Linked DNA regions of Ovis aries: region 1 is linked to region 2. The links are chromatin contacts, called in public Hi-C maps. All regions are on one chromosome and are shown on one strand. Each heading gives the region's core, a stretch centred on a gene start, on an enhancer-like site or on the middle of the called end of the contact. The rest is flanking DNA. Distances are from core to core; before and after follow the strand shown.

What was found. Hi-C and Micro-C count contacts between places; a contact is called where the count stands out from the background.
Region 1: a Hi-C map of tail adipose tissue shows a contact between it and region 2, with 5 times the contacts expected there. The contact joins the enhancer-like site here to the promoter of NUB1 in region 2. A contact is called at or near these places in 3 of 16 Hi-C or Micro-C datasets (hypothalamus, retroperitoneal adipose tissue and tail adipose tissue).

The regions. Positions count from the first base shown.
Region 1 is chr4:115,899,782-115,902,668 of ARS-UI_Ramb_v3.0, reverse strand. The region is part of intron 3 of PRKAG2 (protein kinase AMP-activated non-catalytic subunit gamma 2); the gene reads left to right. Among named protein-coding and RNA genes, the nearest start is that of PRKAG2, 120 kb to the left of the region's middle. Within about 2 kb of position 1,523, at least 12 of the 54 cell types and tissues checked have an H3K27ac peak or open chromatin away from gene starts, as enhancers often do. A contact at or near this core is called in tail adipose tissue, where this site is marked.
Region 2 is chr4:115,512,957-115,515,956 of ARS-UI_Ramb_v3.0, reverse strand. It overlaps NUB1 (negative regulator of ubiquitin like proteins 1), which reads right to left and starts at 1,287. Exons shown (of 14, transcript XM_027969027.2): 1 at 1,252-1,287.

The DNA.
Region 1 (2,887 bases), core at 274-2,773, 390 kb before region 2:
GAACTGTGGTGTTGGATAAGACTCTTGAGAGTCCCTTGGACTGCAAGGAGATCTAACTAGTCCATCCTAAAGGAAATCAATCCTGAATATTCATTGGAGGGACCAATGTTGAAGCTGAAGCTCTAATACTTTGGCCACCTGATGCTGACTCATTGGAAAAGACCCTGATGCTGGGAAAGATTGAAGGCTGGAGGAGAAGGGGACGACAGAGAATGAGATGGCTGGATGGCATCACCGACTCAATGGACATGAGTTTGGGTGAACTCCAGGAGTTGGTGATGGACAGGGAGGCCTGGCGTGCTGCAGTCCACAGGGTCACAAAGAGTTGGACACGGCTGAGTGACTGAACTGAACTGAATCGGTAAACTCTTCCTATAAAAGGGAAGTGAAAGTTGTTCAGTCCTGCCTGACTCTTTGCGACCCCATGGACTGTAGTCCTCTGTCCAGGCTCCTCTGTCCATGGAATTCTCCAGGCAAAAATTACTGGAGGGGGTAGCTTTTCCCTTCAAGGGGGCTCTTCCCCACCCAGGGATCGAACCCTGGTCTCCCACATTGCAGGCAGATTCTTTACCATCTGAGCCACAAGGGACGCCCCTTGCTATAGTGGCCAGATAGGAAATGTTTTAGGGCTTGTGGATCACCAGGTCTCTGCTGCCACGACTCAGCCGCAGACAAAATGTAAGCTGGGTCCCAGTGAATCCCTATTTGCAGAAGCAGGCGGTTAGCAGGGCTGGCCCCTGTTTTAATGGATGGTGGCCATCTCGGCGTCCCCTTTTCGACCCCTCAGTGCCTCCCCGATCCGCTCGAGTGAAAATCTGGTCTTGCTACGCCCTCCACGCTCTGGCCCTGGGCTGGCTCTGACCGGAGCCTGTACTGCTCACCTGGCCTCCTGCCTGCTGGGTCCTCAAAGGTGCCTGGCTGTCAAGGACCAGCCCCTCAGCCCCTCTGGGCAGCTCTGAGGGTTGTCCCCGCTCCGCGCTTTCTGGGTGGGGGCCCTGGCTGGGTCTTTGTCGCCTCTGCACTTCGCCCTGGCCCAGTCCTCCTCCTCCTGTTGTGGATGTTGATCCTGAGAGCGTCCCTAAAGCACACCCTGCTGCTGTCCATCTCAGGTGTTGCCCCGCCCTCGGCTCTCGCCCTGGTGTCCCACTCGACACTGGCCGTCGGAGGGAAGACAGGGCAGCCTGGATGCGGGGATGAAGAGGTGCATGGGGCTGGAGGCAGGATCCGAGCTCGGGGTGAGGCTGAATGTGAACTGGGAGAAGAGGCAGGCCCCGGGGCTGCCTGTGGCCACTGGTCCCCACGGCCCTGGCCCCGCTGGTTGGTTGCGATCTGGAGTCACACGAGTCCTACCCTGCGCCCGGCTGAGCGAGATCCTCCCTGCTGCGTCCCAGGGCTCAGGGCCCCGTCTTCGGTCCACTGCCCAGGCCAGAGCCCTCTGGATCCAGGCAGCTGCTGAGGTCTGGATCCCGTGGCTCTGCAGACTTCAGAAAAAAACGTGACTCATCCTGCCTGCCCGAAAAGAAAGGAAAAGTATGTGTGGCATCCGAGTTTCCTGAAAAGTTCAGCCAGCGCATGGCAGAGCTATGTGGCCGGTCACCCGCGTGGTCCCCGGAGAGAGTGCCCTCTGCTGGCCACCACGCAGAGAAACGCGGACCAGCCCGCTTGGGTCGGGCTGCAGGGCGCGGCCATCAGTACTGTCATCTGGGAGAAGCTACGCGACAAAAATCTCCTTTCCCTTGGCAAACTGTAGAGCTCTCTGGGTCTCTCAGCGCTGCTCCGCGATGATTCTGTACCACGCAACACAATAAAAGGAGATGCCATCAAACCCTGGATTTTTTTTTTTTTTTAGATAACATTTCTTTTAAATTTTTTTATTTCGGCTGCACCAGGCAACATGCAAGTTCTTAGTTCCCCAACCAGGGATGGATCCAGTCCTCCTTGAACTGGGAGCATGGAGTCTGAACCACTGGACCGCCAGGGAGGTCCCTGCATTCTTGCTCTGACCGCTTCTTTTTTAAAAAATATTAGTCTGTGTATTTATTTTTGGCCGTGCTGGGTCTTCTTTGCCTAGAGGGTTTTTTTCTCTGAGGCAGGCAGGGGCTGCTCGCCAATTGCGGTGTGCGGGCTTCTCACTGCAGTGGCCTCTCTTGTTGGGGAGCAGAGATCGGGGATCAGGAATTGAACCCATGTTCCCTGGTGGCTCAGCTGGTAAAGAATCCACCTGCAATGCGGGAGACCTGGGTATCCACTCAAGTATTTTGGCCTAGAGAATTCTATGGACCATGCAGTCCATGGGGTCGCAAAGAGTCAGACACGACGGAGAGACTTTCGCTTCACTTTCCTGCATTAGCCGGCGAATTCTTTACCACTGAGCCACCAGGGCAGCCCATCTCTGACTATTGCTTAATTTCTCTTTAAAAAATCACGCTTTATTTTGAAAATCTCAGGCTTATATAAAAGTTACAAGAACAGTAGAAAGCGTTCTCCCACCCCTTTCATCTAGATGCCCCAGGGTTAACATTTTGTGACCACATTTGCTTATATCCACTCCCACCTCTCAATAAAATATGTATTTGTGTGTGTCTATATGAAATCTGAACTGTCAAGAGGAAGCTGCGGTTACAATGTCCCCAGCCCCTAAATACTTCGTCTCTTAAAAACAGGGACATTCTTCCAATTGCAGTTTAATTATCAAAACCAGGAAATTAACATCGATACCACTGTCTTTGCTAAGCTGCAGACTGTATTCTCGGTTCACAGATTGTCTCGGTGACGTTTTCAGAAGAGGAAGCCCATGTCACACCCTGTGTTTGGGTGTCCCTTCTCCTCCGTCCCTCTCGATTTGCTGCCCCCAATCTTTTTTCTTTGTGACATTTTTCAAGACCAC
Region 2 (3,000 bases), core at 38-2,537:
AGGATTTCCTAAACCTAGTGTGTGGCCCACACTCCTGCTGCTGCTGCTGCTGCTGCTAAGTCGCTTCAGTCGTGTCCGACTCTGTGCGACTCCATAGACCGCAGCCCACCAGGCTCCCCCGTCCCTAGGATTCTCCAGGCGAGAATACTGGAGTGGGTTGCCATTTCCTTCTCCAATGCAGGAAAGTGAAAAGTGAAAGTTATGTTGTTCAGTCGTGTCTGACTCCTAGTGACCCCATGGACTGCAGCCTACCAGGCTTCTCCATCCATGGGATTTTCCAGGCAAGAGTACTGGAGTGGGGTGCCATTGCCTTCTCCTCGTCCACACTCCGCCCACCAGCAAATACACAGCAAGGAGGGTCTCCAGTCCACCACTTAATGTTTGAAAAAAAGATTAAACCATTGTCTTAAAACTTACAAAACCACTCATGGGCAACAACAACAACAAAAAAAACGAGGATATGTATTTTAACTCAAATCAAAAGGGAAACGGTTTAATAAGTCAGTTTTCAACGTTAATTGGAAAACTGAAAGTTTCAGGCTTGCTACACAATGTTCCGTGTCACAGTCCCCGTCAAAAAGCAGAAATTCATTAATACCCATGCTGTAAACCGAAAGTGAAAGGGTATAAATCATTCCTGTAACATTTCGCTTTCATTTTTTAAATAAATCGATCTACGCTGCCTTTATCCAGAGGTTTTCAAACATATACAAACACACATATACTTATTCAAAATACAGTACTTTTCCCTCTTACACTATTACAAGAATCTTCTATTAAAAAATGAGAGTGTGGGAAGACGTTGAGAAACATACAGAATCTGATCGTCAGGGCTGGAGAAAATAAACCGCGTTTTCTCATTAAACAGGAAAAGAAAATCTGTCTTTGATTGCAAATAAATCCCAAATGGCGTAACAATGTTACGATTCAAGCTTTTTGTATGGCCAGTGAGTAATTTTAACATATACATATGTTTCTCTGCCTCCCTCCAAAAACATTTCAATCTCTCGTTTTAAATACCCACCACCCGCGTCAGCCCAGAGCAAACCCAGGGCCGGGCGAAGGGCCCGGTGCGTCCAGAAGCCCCGACCCGCCGCCCCCGGTCCCGGCCGAGTCTCCGCGCAGGGCGCCCACCTCCGCCGCTGCCCGGGCGGGGTCGGCGTCGGGGTCACGCCTGGGGGGAACTAGGGCGCCGGGCGGCGCGGCTGACACCCGGGTCAAGGACCGGACGCTCGGCCGCCATCTCCTCACCTGCGCCACAGCTGCGCCAGCCGCGACCCGCCGAGTGCCCGGATGCGGCTGCGGCCGCCGTTTATTTTCATTCCGGGTGAGGCCGGCCCCGCCCCCGCCGCCGAGGCCGCCGCCGCCGCCGGGCCGCCCCGCCCCGTCCCCGCGAGGCCGAGAAGCAGGGGTATGGGCGGGGCTAAGAGGGGGCCGGGCGGGGTTGTGGGTAGGCTGTGGGCGGGGCTAAGGCGGGAGAGCTGGACACGGATGGGGCGCAGCTGGGGTGAGAGGCGGGGCGAGGGGGGGCGAGGCGGAAGGGCGGGGCAAGGGTGGGCGGGGCTGGGCAAGGGGCGGGGCTAGAGCCTGGGGCGATCGGATGTGGGCGGGGCAGAGAGGAGAGCGAGAAGGAGCCTGGGCGTTGACCGCCCGGGGGACTTTCCGGGGGTCGGGGGCGGGGCTGGCGGGAAGACTCAGCCCGCAACCCTGGGGACCGCCCGTGAGGACCAAGGCGGTGTTGGGCGGGGCCGCTGTCCCGGCCAAGTTTACCTGACTTCTGAGGAAATTGAGCTTGGCTTCATTCCTTCAGAATCCTCGAAAGAGGCCAGAGCACCTTGGAGCAAGCCCCTTCTCCCCCCACGGCGGGAAAGTCTGGACTTAGTGCAGCTGGGTCCGCCCCCGCCCCCCAACCCCCATCCCACCCCCGGACTGGGTCTAACATGATGACCCCTCTAAAAGTCCAGCTTTTCATCCCTCCGTGCATCACTCGGCCCAGGCCTCCGCTTTGGTGAACTTCCCGGCCCCTTGCCCTCGTACTTCTCTGCTGGTTTTGCTGGCCCTGCTGACCCTGTCTCCACATGCTATTGCTGACAGGACCTCTGGCAATCGGCCTGCTCCCGAAGCGCTTTGCCCACCCCTGTACTCAGTCATCTAAGCCCCTGGCCTGACGCCTGTGTCCTGTGTCTAGGGGAGGACATAAGACAGGCTTGTCTGGAACTAATGGAGCTCAAAGCCCGCTGGTTGAGCACAGGTCATAGCATAGCTTCCAGAGATGGTTAGATCCGCCTTCGGTAGGACCGAATCGAAGAATGGGAAGGCAAGATAGAGCCCATGGCAGAGCCCAGAAACTTCTCGCTCGGATGAGACTGTTGGTTCTTCCATTCCAAACCCAAGGCCCCAGCTCGCTTGGGCAGCACATTAACCAAATCCAAGGCCCATCCTGGGACCTTCTCTAGCACTGTCCTGGGCCCTGCACGTGGCAACTGGCTTCAGCCCTGGGGATCTAGGCAAGCTGCCCAGCCTCCACCTCACCTGGGAAGATAATATCAGTACCCCACCCTCCCGTTTGCCCCTGCACAAACATTCCCTGAAACAAAGTGTTGTGTCTAGAATTACTCCAGGAGCTGCAGACTGTCTGAAAGGGGCTTTGCAAACTCTCTGACACACTCCACAAGGAGAGGGAAGCATGACCCCTCCTCCTGGTGCCCTTCTGCCCCTGGGGGAAGAAGCCTTGGGTGGGATGTGTGCCTAAGTCCATTTTAGGGGAGAGAAATGTGTGCAAGGAGATCAAACCAGTCCATCCTAGAGGAAATCAGTCCTGAATATTCATTGGAAGGACTGATGCTGAAGCTGAAGTTCCAATACTTTGGCCACCTGATGGGAAGAGAGCCAACTCATTGGAAAAGACCCTGATGCTGGCAGGAGGAGAAAAGGGCAACAGAGGATAAAATGGTTGGGTGGCATCACCCACTCCATGGACGTGAGTTTGAGCAAACTTCA